Regions from separate parts of the Sus scrofa genome. Here regions 2 and 3 are each linked to region 1. Evidence: chromatin contacts called from public Hi-C data. All regions are on one chromosome and are shown on one strand. The core of a region is the stretch at or near the end of the contact, and the rest is flanking DNA. Distances in the headings are between cores, read along the strand shown. Region 1 has its middle 140 kb from the start of ANAPC1. Region 2 has its middle 290 kb from the start of ANAPC1. Region 3 overlaps LOC106509733 (a long non-coding RNA gene).

The links. Hi-C and Micro-C count contacts between places; a contact is called where the count stands out from the background.
Region 2: a Hi-C map of skeletal muscle shows a contact between it and region 1, with 4 times the contacts expected there. The contact joins two enhancer-like sites. A contact is called at or near these places in 3 of 47 Hi-C or Micro-C datasets (embryonic fibroblasts, retroperitoneal adipose tissue and skeletal muscle).
Region 3: a Hi-C map of retroperitoneal adipose tissue shows a contact between it and region 1, with 2.4 times the contacts expected there. The contact joins two enhancer-like sites. A contact is called at or near these places in 6 of 47 Hi-C or Micro-C datasets (embryonic fibroblasts, heart right ventricle, mesenchymal stem cells and 3 more) and 1 of 2 datasets of contacts at active chromatin or transcription factors (skeletal muscle).

What each region holds. Positions count from the first base shown.
Region 1 is chr3:44,627,488-44,630,187 of Sscrofa11.1, reverse strand. No RefSeq gene overlaps it. Among named protein-coding and RNA genes, the nearest start is that of ANAPC1, 140 kb to the right of the region's middle. Within about 2 kb of position 1,402, at least 30 of the 83 cell types and tissues checked have an H3K27ac peak or open chromatin away from gene starts, as enhancers often do. A contact at or near this core is called in retroperitoneal adipose tissue and skeletal muscle, where this site is marked.
Region 2 is chr3:44,768,607-44,771,337 of Sscrofa11.1, reverse strand. No RefSeq gene overlaps it. Among named protein-coding and RNA genes, the nearest start is that of ANAPC1, 290 kb to the right of the region's middle. Within about 2 kb of position 1,392, at least 29 of the 83 cell types and tissues checked have an H3K27ac peak or open chromatin away from gene starts, as enhancers often do. A contact at or near this core is called in retroperitoneal adipose tissue and skeletal muscle, where this site is marked.
Region 3 is chr3:44,866,558-44,869,433 of Sscrofa11.1, reverse strand. The region is part of intron 1 of LOC106509733 (a long non-coding RNA gene); the gene reads right to left. All of the region lies in intron 1 of LOC110259966 (a long non-coding RNA gene), which reads right to left. Among named protein-coding and RNA genes, the nearest start is that of BCL2L11, 330 kb to the left of the region's middle. Within about 2 kb of position 1,548, at least 14 of the 83 cell types and tissues checked have an H3K27ac peak or open chromatin away from gene starts, as enhancers often do. A contact at or near this core is called in retroperitoneal adipose tissue and skeletal muscle, where this site is marked.

The DNA.
Region 1 (2,700 bases), core at 153-2,652:
AAAAATAGAACTGTTGCATAATTCAGCCATCCCACTTGTGAGTACATACCCAAAAGAACTGAAAGGGGGTCTCAAAGACATATTTGTCCACCCTTGTTCATAGCAGCATTACTCACAATACCAAAAGGTGGAAGCAATCCAAGTATCCAACAACAGAGGAATGGATAAACAAAATGTTGGCTATACATACAATGGAATATCATTTACCCTTAAAGGGAAGGAAATTCTGACACCTGCTACAACATGGGTGAACCTTGAGGATGTTATGCTCAGTGAAACAAGCCAGATACACAAAGGAAAACTACTATGTGATTCCACTTATATGAGGTATTTAGAGTAATCAAATTCATAGGGATAGAAAGTGGTGTGATGATTTGCAGGGAAAGGGCAATGAGGAGTTAGCGGGTTTTTTGGGTTTGGTTTTGTCTTTTTAGGGCTGCACCCATGACATATGAAGATTCCCAGGCTAGGGGTCGAATCGGAGCTGTAGCTGCCAACCTATACCACAGCCATAGCAACACAGGATCCAAGCCACGTCTGCGACCTACACCACAGCTCACAGAAACGGAAGTTAGTGTTTAATGGACATAGTGTTTCCATCTTACAAGAGGAAAACTTATGGAGATGGATGGTGGTGATGGCCACACCATATGAATGTATTAAATACCACTGAATATACACCTAAAATGGCTAAGATGTAAATTTTATGTTGTATATTTTGCCACAATTTTTTAACTTGCCACAGATGTTAAAAGCACCCAATCCTTACTGCCCCATCTCTGACTAGATCACACTTTGTTTTGCTGTGATGTGTCTGCTCTTCAGCTCCACATCCATCTGGTGCCAATTTTATTAATGGCAGAGTGAGATCAGATCAACTTTCCTCCAGGGAAAGAACAAACCCAAGAAACAGGCAACTTGCCAGGACAAAAGAATAGGAAAATAAGCCACCATTGGTTCAGAAGGTGCTGGCTCGGCCCTGTAGCCGGGACCTTCTGAAATCTACCATTTGGGGGAAGGGGGAGGGGGTAGGATGGAAGGAGAACCAGGTTACAATCCAAAAAATGTATGATCACTGTCCTTCCGGGTTCTAAATGTTTCTTTCGATGAGTCACAAAGGTTAGCTGAGAGGCTCTTAAATTAAAAACCCACAGGGTTTTCCTTTTATAGACTGTCCTCAGGAGACCTCTCACTGCATGTTCCCTCTGTCCTCAGCCCCAACTGGCAGCTGCTCTAAGCATGCATGTTTACAGAAATACCAGTAGTTATTGCATGTTCCCTTCCATGTGATTAAGCATTGCCATAAAGCCTGGGCTGGATTAGAAATAGATCTTTCCCTTCTGAGAAAGGCTGAGTGGGGCAAAGCCGGCAGCCATGGTGTGTGTCTTGTGCCACCTACTGGCCACTCATGGGATCACATAGAAAACGCCCAAAGGGTGGACAGGGCTTGGCATATTATGGTGGTCTGTCCTAAAGAGAAAGAAGAGAAAACACAGTCTGATCTCACTGCTGCTCATGGCATTTCAGCATTTGGGTTTTGTTTTTGGGGTTTTTTTTTTTTTTTTTTTTTGCTGCCCCCATGGCATGTGGAGGGTGGAGGTTCCCAGGCCAGGAATCAAACCCACACCACAGCAGCAACCTGAGCCACTGCAAAGGCAATGCCAGATCCTTGATCCACTGCACCACCACCAGAAAACTCCCGTCTCACCATATTTAAAAGCATGTCTTACTCCAAAGGAGAGCAGCCTCCTGTCTACTGTGAGGCTGGGTAGCATTGCCTCCTCATCACATGATTGATTTGACAAGAGCAGGGAGCTTAATGTATGGTCAGCCTGCAAGGGCAGCTGGGAGTGAAATCCAGATTTTGAGAGAGAATCAATTACTTGTTTTAGGTCTCCTTATCCTCAGATTTTTCTTGGAGGCCACAGCCTGCCTGCTGCAAAGATTAAAAATAACACCCCCATTAAAAAAATGAAAAAATAATAATACCCACATATCTCTATTTAGCACTTTTGTCTTTCTAAGCTCTCTGGTAGCTGTTTTCCTGTCATATCTCTGTTGCTAACCCTGAAACAGAGGGTTTGGGCTGTTTCCCCCAAAGTCTGAAGCAGAATCGGGACAGAAATTCCATGTGCTGACACCCTTGTCATATACACCCTTGGGACTGAGCCACCTGAAAGAAAGAAGCTGGGATTCAAAGGAAGTTGGAAGCTGGGACTAATAAAAAGTTCTTGTGAATGGTCCCCATCCTGATAATTTCCTTTCTCTTTGACTTTAAAACAAATCTGGGAGCTCAGCATGTTAAGAACCCAACATAGTGTCCAAAAGGATGTAGTTTTGATCCCTGGCCTTGCCTGATGGGTTAAGTATCCGGCATTGCTGCAAGCTGAAGCATAGGTCATAGACGCTACACGGATCTGATGTTGCTGTGGCTGTGGTGCAGGCTGGCAGCTGCAACTCTGATTCAGCCCCTTGCCTGGGAACTTCCATATGCCACAGGTGCGTACCTAAAAAAAAAAAAAAAAAAAGTGTTTCCAGCTGGTGCCTGATGGGGGAAAGGAGGTACTGGGAGGAGGACAAAGGCTTGAGATGGTGGCTTGAATGGAGTGGAGTAAACCCATCCAAGGATGACAGCACCTGGGGATGCCAGAAACCCACAGAGGAAGCACCACAGAAGAGCACAGGTATTTGGAGTCTACA
Region 2 (2,731 bases), core at 143-2,642, 140 kb before region 1:
GAATTTCATAACTCAGGTGATGGTGGTTTAGAAGGAAAGATCCACACCAGACCACAGCAGTTCATGAGGCCACGGAAGACACCGGAGACTCTCCTTCATGGAAGACCCTCAAGATCGAGCTGATCAGACACCTGCCTGTGCTTGGTGGTAGTTTTCTGAAGCCCCAGAGATAAATGAGTGCCTCAGCAGAGTCTCCCATCCCCGACCGCCTTGTGCAGAAAGAGATGGAAGGGCAGTCCACTTTGAGACCCAAAGGGCACTGCAGAGGAAAGCAACCTGAGTGATGAATTTCCACCCGGGCAACCCCCTGAGAGGCACATGAAGGAGTGTGGAGAGCATGTGCATGAGAAAGGGGGGAAAAAAGTGTAGATAAATGAGTATGTGCAGGAAAATGATTGAGCCCAAAAGTTTTATAGGTCATTGCCAAAGACCTGGTGTTTATATTGGGTAGAAAGGCTCACTATACAAAACAACTGAACAAAAGAAAGCATTTTATGATGGCAGAGTGTCACGAATCAGAGGTCACAACTAATTTGGCTTTGTGCATCTGATGTCCAGCTTACAAAATAAAATGATGGGTAGGATACCTTTTTAAAAAATAGAAGTCAAAGAGTTCCCACTGTGGCTCAGTGGGTTAAGAACCCAACACAATGTCTATGAGGATGTGTGTTCAATCCCTGGCCTCGATAAGTGGATTAAGGATCTGGCATTGCTGTAAGCTGCAGAGTAGGTCGCAGATGTGGCTCAGATCTGGTGTTGCTGTGGCTGCAGCGTAGGCCCTAGCCTGGGAACTTCCCTATGTTGCAGGTGAAACTATAAAAAGAATAAAAAAGAGAAAGAAAAGAAAAATCTCGGAGTTCCCGTCGTGGCACAGTGGCTAATGAATCTGACCAGAAGCCATGAGTTTTCAGGTTCGATTCCCGGCCTCGCTCAGTGGGTTAAGGATCTGGCGTTGCCGTGAGCTGTGGTGTAGGTCACAGACGTGGCTTGGATCCCAAGTTGCTGTGGCTGTGGTGTAGGTCAGCAGCTGCAGCTCCGATTGGACCCCTAGCCTGGGAACTTCCATAAGCCATGGGTTCAGCCCTAAAAAGACAAAAAAAAAAAAAACAAAAAAACAAAAAACAGAGAAGAAACATCTCTGGCTAAAATGATAATGAGAGATTTTTACTTACTTTTCGAAGTTCTCTTGGATGAGCGCATAATAGATTCCTAACCAGAGAAAGGAAGAAGGTATTTGGAAAGAAAAGTAAACTCATGGCTGCTCCAGGCACTTGGCCCTCTAATTCTTATCAGTCTCCCAGTTATATCAGTTCTTAGACATCGGGTTTCCTCTTGGGCGATAGGACATTTCCTATGCTGGGACTGGAGCTCCTGAGAATGCGCAGCAGCCCAGCCCCAAAGCCAGGCCTCCCGAAGGTGCCTGGCCATGGCTCGGGCCTCAGAGCCCTGCTGTGGACGCCAGCCTCTAACACATGGTGTGTTTTTCCAAGCCAAGGCGCCTTCTCGGGAGTGGGCTCGTTGCCACTTTGGCTGGGGAGAAGCACTGTCCGGCCCAAGCCATTCAGCTCAGACGCTGGCCTCCAGCCAAGCTCCATCCCGAGAGCCCGGGGGCTGCCAGTCTGCTGGGGTCAGGAAGCTGGGGTCGGCGGGCGGAAGTCTGGAGCACACACACGAGCTCACTCTGAGGCCCTCTCACCCTCCCAGTGTTTACAGTTCCCTCTCCAGACACAATGCTTTCCTAAATAAAATGATGGAAGCCGAAGGAAAAAACAAACTCCCTCGCCTGCCTTACCGCAGACACAGAATTTCAAGACTCAGTCAAAAGTGGGCGGCCCAGCCTGAGAGCAGGCCTGGCTCAGGGGGAGGGACACGAGCCCCCCTCCCCGCCAACGGCAATTCATTGTCACTGCATTTCCCACAAGGTAAAGGTACGTGGTCTCCTGTCAAGCGAGGACTTCCATGTCTGAAGGTTGCAAAATAAAAGTGTGTTTGGAAACCAAATCCAGGGGCAAAAGCCTTGGGGTCCTTACAGACTGTATCTCCACCCAGTTCAAGCCTTTTCTTTCCTTTGTCTGGCCTTGATCTTGTTCTGTCACCTCTCTGAGCCTCTGTTTCCATCTCTCTAAAGTAACAGTAATGATATGAACCCTGGAGAGGTTTGAGTGAGGATTAAACTCGTAGCACAGTAACTGGTATAGAGTATGCTCTCAGTGTTCTGGTTATTATCACGTGCTTGTCCAGTGGTGACTGTCAGGGGAATGAGGCTTTCTCACCCTGGGAGTGGGATTCAAGGGCAGGGGACTGGCCTGAATGACCCCTGCCTTCCTGACTGCCCCAAGTTGAGGGCCTTGGGAGGAACACCAGCCAGCGACCAGCATCTCAGGTGGTGCCTGTCATAGGATAGTGACATGCGCCCTGGAATAGAGTTGCGAAAATCACATCACCCCAAATGCTCTTCATTGAGGACAGAGCGTGTGTCAAATACGTTACCAGAAACTAGAGTAGCAATAGGACCATATTGGACAAGTCACTTATCACATCTGAGGCTCCGTTGCCTCATTTCTAAAGCCAGGACCATAAATGAGACGGAGAACATAAAAATTCATCTTGCACAGGTAAGTGGCTCTCCAGTACACAGAGGCAGAGCCTTCCACACGGCTGCATTCTAAGATTACACCCAGTAAACCACATGTGCGGCTTCTCATGCGACAGTGGAAACGTGTGGATGCCG
Region 3 (2,876 bases), core at 299-2,798, 240 kb before region 1:
GCAGCAAGAACCTGTCCAGGTGGCATCAGAGCTCCAGCAGATGGGATCCGAGGGCAGGGTTTGTGCACTTGAACTTCTCCCTCCCTTCCCCTGCCCGGGCTCATGCTTCTGTGATGCCTCCTCTACCTTTTCCTTCTAGTTTTGAACACGAGTTTCACTCAGTACTGAGAGCAAAAACAAACAAGACAGAGGGACAGGCCCAGGACAGACAGCTGTCTGGGGTGGTGTAGGCGGCAGCCATCAGCCCAGGCTTGACCAGAGCAGGGACTGGGGGCTTGGATGAGGCGCAGGTGGCTGGGTATGGAAAGCCCCAGGTGATGGTGGAAGGGCACTCTGTGTGTCTCTGGAGAGGGGTGGCCCTCTCTGTCCCCACTCCCCCCATCGGGGACCCTGGGCACACTCAGGACAGAGCCTGGCCCGCCCCCTGCATAGCAGGTTTCATTCCCTAGCTCTCTCTTTCTGCCATTCTGTACCCTGTGTCCTGTCTGGCACCTCCAGCTCTGGAACACCCAATGAAGTGACAGCATTGTGGGGACAAAAAGCAAAGGGTAGAGGGTCGAAAACGCCAGGCCTAGTTCTACATGCCCACCCACATGGAAGGCATGGAAACCCTACAAATGCGGGGGTAGAACCAAGAAAGCATTACACTGGGATTGACAGCTGTTCCCCAGGAATCCGTGCTTCCAAGCTCTTCCTCATCTACCTTCTGGTTGCCCCAGAGGACAGAGCTCCCAGACCACCATTCACACTTGCCAGGACTTGCTGGAGGCAGGGGCCCCTGGGGAGGTAAGGGCTCCTTTCAGGAGTATCCATTCTTGCCCAGCGTCTCATCACAGATCAGCAGCCTAACTACTGCTGTGACTATTACGGCATCACAGTTCTCTTAGAAAAGGAGAACAAGGAGTTCCCGTCGTGGCGAAGTGGTTAATGAATCTGACTAGGAACCATGAGGTTCTGGGTTCCATCCCTGGCCTTGCTCAGTGGATTAAGGATCCGGCATTGCCGTGAGCTGTGGTGTACGTTGCAGATGCGGCTCGGATCTGGTGTTGCTGTGGCTCTGGCGTTGGCTGGTGGCTGCAGCTCAGATTAGACCCCTAGCCTGGGAACCTCCATATGCCATGTGTGCGGCCCTAGAAAAGACAAAAAGACAAAAAAAAAAAAAAAAAAAAAAAGAAAGAAAAGGAGAACAAGATTCAGATTTTCTTAACAACCTGTTCCAAGGGCCACAGGCCAGGGCTGGAGTGAATAAACTGTCTTAAACAAACGTTGCACATTCCTATGAAACTGTTTGCTTCTCATTCTTTTACACACACACACATACACAGAACGAATATTCAGAGGAAATGAAATTGCCTCGTGCACGCAGGATGAGAAGTAAAGAGGAAAACTATTTTTTCCATAGGAATGGCCTTACTTTCACATCCTTAAATTTCTACAACTTGGTTCAGGGCAAATAAGGGGGAAACTGCTGGAATGTCTGAGCAGGCCCCACGGGTCCTGAAGAACGAGGCCTCCCTGGAGGTGGGGGAGGTAGGCAGCCCAGCTGCTTCATTTCTTTTTTAACACCACCACCTACAGGGACTGCTTTGAATAGGATGGTGTGGTATGGCCCTAAAGCCTTACCAGAAAAACAACATTCAGAACAATTGCACCACATTTTTTTTCAACTTCCTGTTTATTAGTATTTTATCTCAGAGCCGAACAAAAGTCTGTATAAATGGGGGAAAAGAAACAAAAGCCCTCACTCTAACATCTTACAATACACACACACACACATACACACACACACACACAAAATATCTTTTCCAAGGCTATTTCATGTTGAGGTTTTTCATTGGAAGCCACTATAGGCCATCAAATGTCTCTGGTGACAGAGGTTAAGATGAAGTCAATGGAATGGATCATCTCATAAAATGTCTAGGTTATTAAATATTTTTTAAGTGTCCTACTGTACAGCACAGGAAACTATATCCAATCTCTTGGGATAGAACATGATGGAAGAGGATATGATAAAAGGAATGTACACATATATATATATATATATACATATATATATATATATATATATATATATATGAATGACTGGGTCACTTTGCTGTACAGCAGAAACTGACACAACATGGTAAATCTACTATACTTTTTAAAAAAATTTATATTTAAAAAAATGTCTTAAGGGGACTTGTTTTCTATTCATCGGGGTGACAGTATACCTGTCTACACCGGAAGAATTTACACATCACCAGTAAGATTTCACATTGTGCCAGACATACCCATGAATACCATGAAAATACAAATGTCACCCATAACCTCTGGTGTCAAGCTGGGCTGTGGAAGGGAAGACTGAGGGCCTGTGATCAAGGTGAAGGGGGTCCATGGTGGTGTCCAGGCTTCGTGGTGGGAAAAGGCTGAGACACCTCTGTTTCTCCTCAGAGGAAGAGAGACTCGGAGAGGGTCATTCCAGCTAAAACATGAAGTCATCACTGAATTATCAGCAACTTCTGTGAACTCTGTCTTTGTTCCTTATCTGGCCACCCTGCTGCTTTTAAGCTCCTACCCCACCCACCTTGAGCATAAGACTCAGGGCCAGTGAGGTTGAGGGAATGGACAACACGTGGCCAACAGAACTTAAAGCACTGGCCTTGGCACCCATATTTTCTCCTCAAAATAGCCTGGGCATAGTCTGTCTTCATGGACATGTGTTCAGCAAGGGCCTAAGCCCAGTTCCATGGAACAATTGTTCCCTTTCTCATCTTTCATCCTCATCTCCACTCAGCCTCCTATATCTTGGACAGTTCTAGTAGCATTGTCTTCTCTACTTAAGAAGGACTCCTAAAAATGTGGAATCATCAACTCGGGAAATTGCTGAAGTTGTTTTT